Linked DNA regions of Gossypium hirsutum: region 2 is linked to region 1. Evidence: chromatin contacts called from public Hi-C data. All regions are on one chromosome and are shown on one strand. Each heading gives the region's core, a stretch centred on a gene start, on an enhancer-like site or on the middle of the called end of the contact. The rest is flanking DNA. Distances are from core to core; before and after follow the strand shown.

Evidence for each region. Hi-C and Micro-C count contacts between places; a contact is called where the count stands out from the background.
Region 2: a contact with region 1 is called in a Hi-C map of leaf, with 2.2 times the contacts expected there. The contact joins the promoter of LOC107916791 here to the promoter of LOC107954842 in region 1. A contact is called at or near these places in 2 of 34 Hi-C or Micro-C datasets (both in leaf).

The regions. Positions count from the first base shown.
Region 1 is chrA01:5,475,556-5,480,829 of Gossypium_hirsutum_v2.1, reverse strand. LOC107954842 reads left to right here and starts at 2,966. Exons shown (of 2, transcript XM_016890531.2): 1 at 2,966-3,198; 2 at 3,501-3,898. The coding sequence starts at 2,991. The coding sequence ends at 3,637. It overlaps LOC121206478 (receptor kinase-like protein Xa21), which reads left to right and starts at 4. Exons shown (of 2, transcript XM_041077445.1): 1 at 4-631; 2 at 887-1,044. The coding sequence starts at 4. The coding sequence ends at 1,044.
Region 2 is chrA01:5,757,588-5,762,861 of Gossypium_hirsutum_v2.1, reverse strand. It overlaps LOC107916791 (LEAF RUST 10 DISEASE-RESISTANCE LOCUS RECEPTOR-LIKE PROTEIN KINASE-like 2.1), which reads right to left and starts at 2,714. Exons shown (of 3, transcript XM_016846162.2): 1 at 1,649-2,714; 2 at 990-1,031; 3 at 1-898. The coding sequence starts at 2,456. LOC107917996 (ATP-dependent DNA helicase 2 subunit KU70) reads right to left here. Exons shown (of 19, transcript XM_041074824.1): 17 at 4,942-5,044; 18 at 4,655-4,836; 19 at 3,751-4,215. The coding sequence ends at 4,154.

The DNA of each region.
Region 1 (5,274 bases), core at 1,717-4,216:
TAAATGCATTTCATGTTAGAAAATCAAAAAAATAGATATTCATTTATTGATAGTAGGTTGCTTGGTCAAGCTACTGACAGATTCAATGATAGTAGGTTGCTTGGTCAAGCTACTGACAGATTCAATGATAGTAGGTTGCTTGGTAATGGAAGTTATGGTTCAGTATTCCAAGGGACTCTCCAAGATGGGATGCTAATTGCAGTAAAGGTCTTCAAGTTAGAGTTAGAAGGAGCTTTTAAGAGCTTTGATGTTGAATGTGATGTTCTCCGCAACACTCGTCACAGAAATTTAGTCAAAGTAATAAGCAGTTGCTCTAATGATCTTAATTTCAAAGCGTTGGTGCTTGAGTTCATGCCTAATGGGAGTCTCGATAAATGGTTGTATTCCAACAACCAATATTTGGATATCTTACAAAGGTTGAACATAATGATAGATGTTGCATCTGCATTGGAATATCTCCACCATGGTAATGCAACACCCGTGGTTCACTGTGATTTAAAACCCAACAATGTTCTATTAGATAAAGATATGGTTGCTCATTTGAGTGATTTTGGCATCACCAAACTCTCATGTGAAGAGGTTTCAATGATACAAACCGTGACAATGGCAACATTTGGATATATGGCACCAGGTGATACTTCTAATAAAACTCCTTGTTTATTTTTCCATTTTCAATGTAAGCGTAGCATGTGCATAACAACAGGGTTCATATATGTTAAGATTTGAGTTTCAAATATATTAAATGTGACTTTTTAAGGAAGCAACTAGATTAAATCCCAGTTCAATTATAACATGCAAGCATATACTGTTTTGAATATTTTATACGAATTTTTCATTATCAAGATATCTTTGAATATTCATAATGTTGTTTTATATTGATACACAGAATATGGAATCCAAGGAATTGTTTTGACAAAAGATGTTGTGTATAGTTTTAGTATTCTTTTGATGGAAATCATCACAAGAAAAAAGCCCACAGATGAAATGTTTGAAGGAGAAAGAAGCTTGAAGAGTTGGGTGATAGATGTCGAAACCTCCTTTTAAATGCGAAGGGTATTTTGAAAACGGGAGTCGCCACCAACCTTTTAAAGTGTGATTGGATCACCTTATAAAACATTTTGGTCTACGAAATTATGAGAAAACGGGCTCGGGAGTCGGTTACGTACGAGGAAGGATTAGCACCCTCGCAACGCCCAAAATTGATACCAATTTGAACAGTTTTGTCTTAATGTCAAAAGCTTGAAAGAATTTGGCAATAAGATCTCTTTTAAAACCGTAATAATTTGAGTTGAAAATCGAAATTCTTTCGTCCCAAAAGAATGCGAACATCACATCCAGCGTGATTGGACACGATATTCTTAAACTTTCGTAACTAAAAATCATCTCGTAATTTGTAAAATCTATTAAAAAGGATATTTTAGATATTTAGACAAACGGGAAATCGCAACCTAGCATGTTAGGGCACTATTTCCCGAATTCCTAAATACAAAAGACATTGCCTTGTTTTTTAAGATTCCTTTGGATTAAATGAAATATAAAAATTTTAAAAACGATGATGCATTTAACCTATTACAAAAGATCAATATTGGATTAATTAAACTACGTACTTTAACATTTCATGCAAATATAATGTAGAAAATGGTAAATACAACATAAATCACACAATATACTTTAACATTTCATGCATATATAATAAAAAATGATGAATAATGGCATAAATGACACAATATACATTATCATTTTATGCATATATGATCATAGATAACATAAATATACATGCATTATCGTTACATGCAAAATACAACGTAGAGCATAATGAATACAACAATATAAATTGCAATATATATATACAACAATATTTCATGCAATTGTAGCTTAAATCAACATAAACAATTAATTTTCATGCAAACGTGATAAACAACAAATCATGTAAACAACAAATAGCTAGTGAGATAGCATTAGCATGTTAAAACAATAAATACAAAAAATATAAAGTGAATAAACAAATCATGAACATAAAAACAAAAAAAAAACGAATAAAATAATAAAAAAGAAGTAAAAAATATATTAGAGCAATGTATAAATGATAAAGGAGAGTTTTTAAAAATAATTACTATATGTAATACATTACATAATATAATAATTCAAGGTCAAATCATCATATTGAATAGGAACAAAATTTTATACTTTTTTTAAAAAATATTATATACTGACCTCTAAATAATGATATATAAATGTAATTTTTAGTAATAATTTAAAATTTTAATTATACATAATAAACAGTTAATAAAATGATATAAAATAAAATAATAAGTAATTAAAAATGATATAATATAATAATTTCCATATATAAATATAGTAAGATAAATAATATATAAAGTAAAATGCATATATAATATAAAAAACGTATATAATATAAAAATAATATACATTATTTATATATATAACTAATGTTTAAAAAATACATATAAAAATTTATAAGAAACGTATATAATAATATAATATGAAAATAATATACATTATTTTATATAACTAATATTTAAAAATAATAATACATATAGTATTTGAAAATAAATTAAATATATATAAAAAAGGACTAAGATCGAAATTTTTTAAAAAAAACTAGGGCTAATTACAAATAAATAAAAATTTGGGGTTTAATTGAAATGCGCATTAGAAATGAGGGACTCACTGGGAAATTATCCCTAATCCCCAAAACGACATCGTTCTCGGCACAGGTCTTACAATGGCTATTAGGACCAAATTACAATAAATGTAAAAGTTTAGAACCAGATTGAAATAAAAATAAAATGAATTTTAGAAAACATAAAAATACGGAAGGATCAATTGGGAAATTATCCCTTTAAACAAAAAATGCGCGGATCCTCACTTTGGAACGACGTCGTTTTGGTTATTAAACAACCATTCTAAAATGACGTCGTATGGGCTATCAATAAATACAAAAAAAGTTTGAAAATTCATTTGGTTCCATGTTTTTAAAAAAAAAAAGAAAGTTCTCTGAAAAGGAGAATAGGAGAGCCTTTCCAGGTTTCTCCGACCTCTGTCAGACCAGACTCCGGTCACCGGGTTCATGCGTCCACGCGCTACACGCGCTACACGCGCTACACGCGCTACACGCGCCACCGTACACGACGGTTTGGAAGGTTCAAAACCTTCACTTTCCTTGGCGAATCACAGGTAACCCCTTTTCCCATTTTAAAATACCAATTTTTCACCAAAATAACTCGCATACATGTTGAACCATAGATAACAGAATATGAAACTAAAGTCACCTTTTAAAGAAACTGCTTGAATTTCTATGAATATCCATATATCTGTTCTCTTTTGTATATATTTTTCGTATGTATAAAAAAAAAGGCCTCTCTTTTACAGTGAAATCATTCAGCTTTTATAGCCTCTATTTACAGGTTTGTATATTCTCTACTCGATTTTTGCCATATTTGCATTCGTCTTTGCTGTTCCTCTTTCCTTTTTTGCAGGTACCATCGAGGATCTCACGGCGAGGAGTGGGCTGGCGTTGATCCGTGCGCCAATCACGACGCAATACAGAGCCTGGAATCACGGCACTGATGGAGGTGACGATGACGGTCACTGGAACGGCGCAAAAAGGGTGTGAAGATTGGCGTGCCTGCGGTGCAAATTCTGGAACCTTCCTCTAGCGTTTGCAGTGCCTAGGGTTTCAAAAACCCTAGGTCTTCCATCATCTGTTTGTAATTTGGGACTCCTTGGGCCGTGCCCATTTGTGGGTTGGGTGTAACCGGGCATAGGGTTCTTAGGCTACATGGGTCTTGAGTCATCAGGCTTTTAGGCCCATTTCTAAACTGGACATTACAACATGGACATTTATTTATTTAATTTACAAATTTCGTTTATTTCATTGCATGGGCCCTGGCAAATTTGGGGTGCTACAATAGAGTCGATATCATCTGGCACGAAATCAAGTTGTAGATCCCAAGTTGTTGAGCACCATTGGAAGGGAACATTTAAAAGTCAAGAATTGTGCCTTATCCATTTTGCAAGTTGGCTTAGAATGTTCTGCAGAGTTTCCAAATGATAGGCTTCATATGAAAGAGGTTGTTACAAAGTTAAAAAAGATCAAAGTAAAGTTATTAAGGGATATGCGACGCGTTCGATGAAGAGACCATTGTTAAATTGACTAAAATAAACATAAGCTTTGCTTTCTAGCAATGTCTTTGATAAATATTTATACAGATGCTCTGTTTTCCTAGAAAGTTTATTAATAGTTATTTCTACATTTAGTGATTTTTTTTAAAAAAAAAATAAGTTTAAGGAATTAGCTACAATAAGGTTGATGGGAGTCTATATTAATCATTGCTCGATGAGCATCTTCTTCTAACAAAGATCGAGCATGATCAGCTGGGTCTTCAAAAGTTGTTAACCTATTAAGATTACTAGGAACAACTTTGGTCATGCAATCTGTCAGTCTATTATGTTCTCGCAAGACATGCCGAAACTTAAGTTGCCAATATTACTTGCATAAATCATGTATTAAACAAAGTTCAGAAAGATTATTATCAACTGCATAACCATTCCCAATTATATCAATTAGCAATATATTTAGATTCAAATAAGTTACACTGAATTTTGATCATCATTTGTACTAATTTTATGAAATTGTATTGGTATAAAAAAAATTTAAGAATATAGGTACAAATTATTAAATGCCCAATATCAAAACATAGCAAAATTTGATCTCTTTTTTCAGTCTTTGCATAAGGTTTTCATTTATTCTATTTTAATAAAAATAATTTTTATAAGCCAAACAAATTTTATTAAAAGAACAAAAATATATAACAGTACATAAAAGGGACATCAACATTTAACACACTCGATACGTATCTTTCTGGTCTTCAACCAATATAAAGTAGTATAGGTTTCATTATGGTTAAGATTTTGATGCGTTTCGACCATTCCAATATGTTTCAGCTCGTTTCAGTCAATACTAACTTATACTAGTTCATACCGGCTTGTACCGATTGATAGGAGCTGCTTGTCTTGAGGTATTGTGCAATGTGTCTAGAGACAATTGATAGATTGTCTTGAGACATGACTTGCCAACGACTATATATAGAAAGCTAGGGGGAAATTATATCTAAGCCTTAAGGGGTAAAGGTATTAATTCTTATAGTAATTCAGGAAATCATTGAATATTGAAGTATACTAAAGTAGTGGAGGTAGGTAATTACAGGTGAACTACTTAAATTGAATTGCCCAAGCTTTCCTTTCCTTTCC
Region 2 (5,274 bases), core at 1,465-3,964, 280 kb before region 1:
TCTTGTTCGAGATGTTCGTAAATCCATGAAGGGAAGTTCATTTCACTTGTTAGAGACCCTCCGACATGAATGTTTTCCTTCGCTCCGACCATTTCAAGAACCATCATCCCATAGCTATAAACATCGGATTTGTAAGAAACGCCTCCGAAGTTTCGACAAAATAGTTCTGGAGCAATATATCCTATCGTTCCTCGTGCGGTTATCGACGAAAGAATGCTTCCCTTCCGCTCACATAACTTTGCAAGACCAAAATCCGAAATCTTGGGAACAAAGTTTTCGTCTAAAAGGATGTTATGAGGTTTTATGTCTAAGTGCAAAATTCTCGTGTTACATCCTCGATGTAGATATTCCAACCCTCGTGCAACGCCGACAGCTATTTCAAACATTGTTTTCCGGGTCAGTATACAACTTTTATCTGGTGATCTGTGGTGGTAGATGTACTTATCCAGTGATCCATTCGGCATGAACTCATATAACAAAGCTCTTATCGAACTCTCATAACAAAATCCAAGAAACGTCACTATGTTAACATGAGAAGTTCGACTAATACTCGCTACTTCGTTAATGAATTCCTCTCCATCTTCCCTAGATTCACTCAAGACTTTAACTGCAACAAGACGTCCACCCGGTAGCTTACCTTTGTAGACACTGCCGAATCCGCCTTCGCCAAGCTTGTCTTTGAACGACTTGGTGATTTTCTTGATGTCCGAATAAGAATACCGCTTCGGAGCAAGATCTGAACCATATCTCATGATGAATGCCTCAATCCTTTCACTGTTCTTCCTTTTATTTCGCTGCAAATTCTTCAGCATTCCACTTGACAACGATCCTTTCTTAAGCCTCAAGGCAAACACCATCAAGCAAACTACCATAACAGTGGCCCCTACCACTGTAAACCCTGTTTTAAATGAAAGGTCAATTTTCTTTAGTCAGAAATATTAGTTGATTTTTCATTCTTATAAACACAGATATAAGAATGTGTTTATTACCTATGATTAGCTTAATCTTCAAACTGGTACCTGCAGACGACCCTGGAACATAAAATAGACAATCATGTTACCTAGACGTACATTTTTCTTAAATTATTCGTGTTTTATATTCATATCTGATATGTATTTGGATTTAAAGAAAAAATTTAATAAAAAATGAAATGTAATTTGCAAATACTATGTTCTAAATTTTTAGAATTTTATGATCCATAAGTGCCAGCAAAGTTGGGGGGGGGGGGTTTAGCAGTAAAGATATAGCTGTTTCTTTGGCTATATTTCCTTGTTCCTGCTGAAAAGCAAGCATGTTACTTTAGAATAATAACATATGTTCAAATTTGTCAGCTTTAAAGTTGATGCCTTTCACCTAAAGTATATTTCATATGCAGACAGCTGATTCAACACTTTTTTTTTTCTTTTGAATTCTTTAATTTATGCTTCCAAGCATTGGGAATCCATGTAGAGCTCACAACTTTAATATATCAAAGGGATGGAAGCACCTAGATTTTGAGACCTCACATGGTTGAAAAAGTCGCTGGTTTTAGAAAAATTTTTATATAGTGCTCTCTAAATGCATATATGAAGCAGTTAAACCAAGAAACCTGATTAATTTGATCCAAAAACTCTAATTACTCCAAAGAAAATGTGTTTTTACTGCATACCTGATAGAAGACAAGTTGATGCATCAGTATGATTTGGGCAATAACAAGTGAATTGATTCAAACTGTTATTATACCCACACCTACCCCCAGAATCATTGCAGTCTTCACATTTGGAAGCTATATTTGCATCCCATTTCAATCCAAATCCATTACCAAGAGGCAAAACCAAAGTATCTGGAGTTGGGTTTCTCTTGATTGTCTCAACTGCAGTATAAAAAGCTGGAACAATCACATGGCTATCACAAGATCTCAACCCATCTTTCACTTCAGTTGACAGGTTGCCCAGAACAGATGCTATAACATAGTAATTCACCATATCTGTTCCATTGCTGGTGCTGCAGTTAAACAGACTTGGAAACCCTGAGGATATGTTGGAAATCAAAGGGCAGTGGTAATACAATGTTATGTTCTCAAGGTTCCAAGCATAACTCAAAAGGTTGAAGTTCAAGGTGGTATTGAGCAGGGTTCGGGGACAAAGGGATTGAAGATAATCAATTCTTGCAACAGTGAAAGCTTGTAAATTGATGTTGATCTCAATGACTTTGTAACTTACAGACATGATTGTAATCTCGGTTTCTTCATCTTCCAGGCAAGTTAACTTCAACCCTGGTTGACCACAATACTCAGGCCTGTCACCTCCCCAAAAAGGGTAGCTAACATTTTTTATCTTCCCACAATGGAACTGTTTGCTGCAGCCCAAATAGTGTTCATTGCTTGAACTTAACAACGGTGGAACTTGAACTGACAAAAGGATAATGGTGAAGAAAACCAGGGGAAGACATGAAGTTGCAGATAGAAAGAGAGGCATGTTTGTTTGGTAAAAAGTTATTTACATGTAAATGAAGTGAAAAACTAACATTGGGAAGTGGAAGAAAGGATACAGTGAATGTGATGAAGAAAGGTTTTTATGATTAAAGGAAGTGATTAATGATTCTAATAACTTGGGAGCAGTAAAAAGAAAGTTTTCCCCCATTTTTTTTTTTTAATCATTGATAGTCTGAATGTGTGAAAAACATTCTTAATGGGATTGTGGTTGGTATTTAATGATGCTGGGTCCTGGGGAGGTGACCATTAAAGAAACAAGAAAGGAATTCAGCCATTGCTTCCTTTGTTCTATGTAATATATGATTTCCTTTTTTAACAAACAATTAATTTTTTTAGAATTTGTGATTTCTTTTATAACATATTTTTTAAAAATTTAAATGTAATACACACTCTGATCGGATCGATAATTATTGATTTAATATATATATATAAAGATAAATTTAAGCGGCAGACAAAGATGTTGGTTCCCCAAGAATAAAAAAATTCCAGTTCAATCCTCTTGTAAATAATAAAATTACAAATTTATATATAATGAAATTGTATTTGACCCCTCTAAAATAATCATTTTAGTCCTTAAAAATGAAAAAGAATTATAAATTATAAATAATAAAATTATGTTTTAAGATTATGTTATTATCTCTATCTATATAATATAGCCCATATATATATATGTATATATATAATATTTCATCAGTTTTGTTTACAAATCTTGTGCCATTGTAAGTAACTGGACTGCTTTAATCTTAAAATCTGAGTCTAAATACAATTGCCAAAACTAGGTGCTTGCTTAAACCCAATTTTTTTTTTTCAAGTCAAAAGGCAATCGAATAATATCTCTAATTTTCTATTTAATTATTGAATCGATATTCTATTATAATAAAATATTTAAAAATAACAGGTTTTTTTGGTTTTATATATATTTTTTATTGTACACTATATCGAACAGGAAACCCATAACCAGGTCATATCTATGCTAAATAGAAGCAGCAGAGTGATACACATTATATTATATATAATATTCCACTGACTGACCCCATTCCCTAGTTGCTATCACATCCAATTTGATATTTGCAACTAAACTGAGAGATGCCAAGCTTTGCAGGGCTTGGAATCATCATTTGTAACTTCAAATTTGTCTACAAACAGTATCCAGATCATATTAGTACACTTTCTTAATAGCATTAATGCTCAAGGTTCAAGATCAAACATTAAGGTACCAACTTGAGTATTTGACAATTTGGTAGAGGGATATAAGCTGCAGAAACAGTAGAAGAAGCTACCAGATCAAATGATACTTTCATTTCATATGCAAAACTTTGCCAAATGTACACCAATGGATCATGGATACTAGTTGATGTCCACACATTGTGATAATGACAATAAAATCTAATCTCCTTGATATAAACAAAGCATCATCAAAAGCCGAATTTTGATGAGCTAACGAAACCTAATATGCGCAATAAAAGCTTTGATGTCAATGGAAAAAGAGATGTTTAGCCTTGAAAAGTACAGTAGCATCATGCAAATGCCAAACTAGCTTTAGCATTCGATAAGAAGCATGCATAATGTGGTAGGACTTGTGGCTTATCTAATACTGGACTTCAATAATTTATCGGCTTCACCTTTGCTCATTTGCCCATGTGGGTTAAGATCCTGCTGATTAAAGCTTCTTTCTTCCCACTAACAGGAAGGTTGTGGGCATTTAAGTAGACTTTCAAATCTCCTACTGTTAAATTCTTCAACTGCAAAAGAGGAATAAATAGGCAAGATAAACTTCCTTGGATTTGTCAAGTGTGACAATTTCAGTACCCCAATTAACAGCAATCTTGCTACATATACTAGGTTTCATGCCAATGTTACATTCCAAAATCAGGGGAAAATAGAATCGGAAAACAAAACACTAGTATATTTTTACTAAACGAGAGTTATTCAAAAAATAAAAGAAACCTGATCGGAACCAAACCGACTTCACCCCTACCAAGAAGTTTATAAACACTTTTTCTTCAAGTGAAACAGCATTTTCTTCTAAAATAGCATTCACTCAAATAAATTAAGCCTCAAGTGTTTTTGCCTCAAATCCTGGTTTGTACAATTACCCTCAAATTTAGTTCAAAAGAATCCATTTCGATGACTAAGAGAAATTTAAAGCATTGTTGAATCAAAGAAAACAATTAAATAAACCTCTCACCTGCCCCTTGTCTGCAAGGTTACCCCAATCATAATCCTTAGCTGCATTTTCTGCAATAGCTTTACGTTTTCTAGAGGCCTCGCTCATTTTTTCTTTACCCATGTCACTTTCCTCATCATAGCTGTCCCCATAAACAGAAAGCTTAAATGCTTCTGCTGCCTTAACAACTGCTGGTCTGTGCCAAAAAATTGCTCATGATGACCGGTTTGTAGGCCAAAAGATTTTATAAACCACCAGAACGGGATGAAAGAGTTCAAGAATAAAGCCAAATCCTTATTACCTAGTCAAACCTTCCTCATCAGGTGCTGTCTCATCAATGGTCTCTGGAATATCATCTTCTGCTAAAGCTAGAGCCTGCAATACTGCATAATGTCTCTGCAGAGCTGCAACAATTTATCATAACATGGTGACCGAGTCAACAAAGTATAACAGAAGAATGACATCAATAACTTGGCAGTCCAAAAAAGTCTGATACCTCAGAATTTATTACTATCAAACCTTAAAATTACTCATATTGCTTGAAAAGAATGGGAACTGATACCATTTGACAAGCGGTAATTACATAAACTTGAACATACAGAAGGAAAAAAATCAACTGAAATTATATCAATTC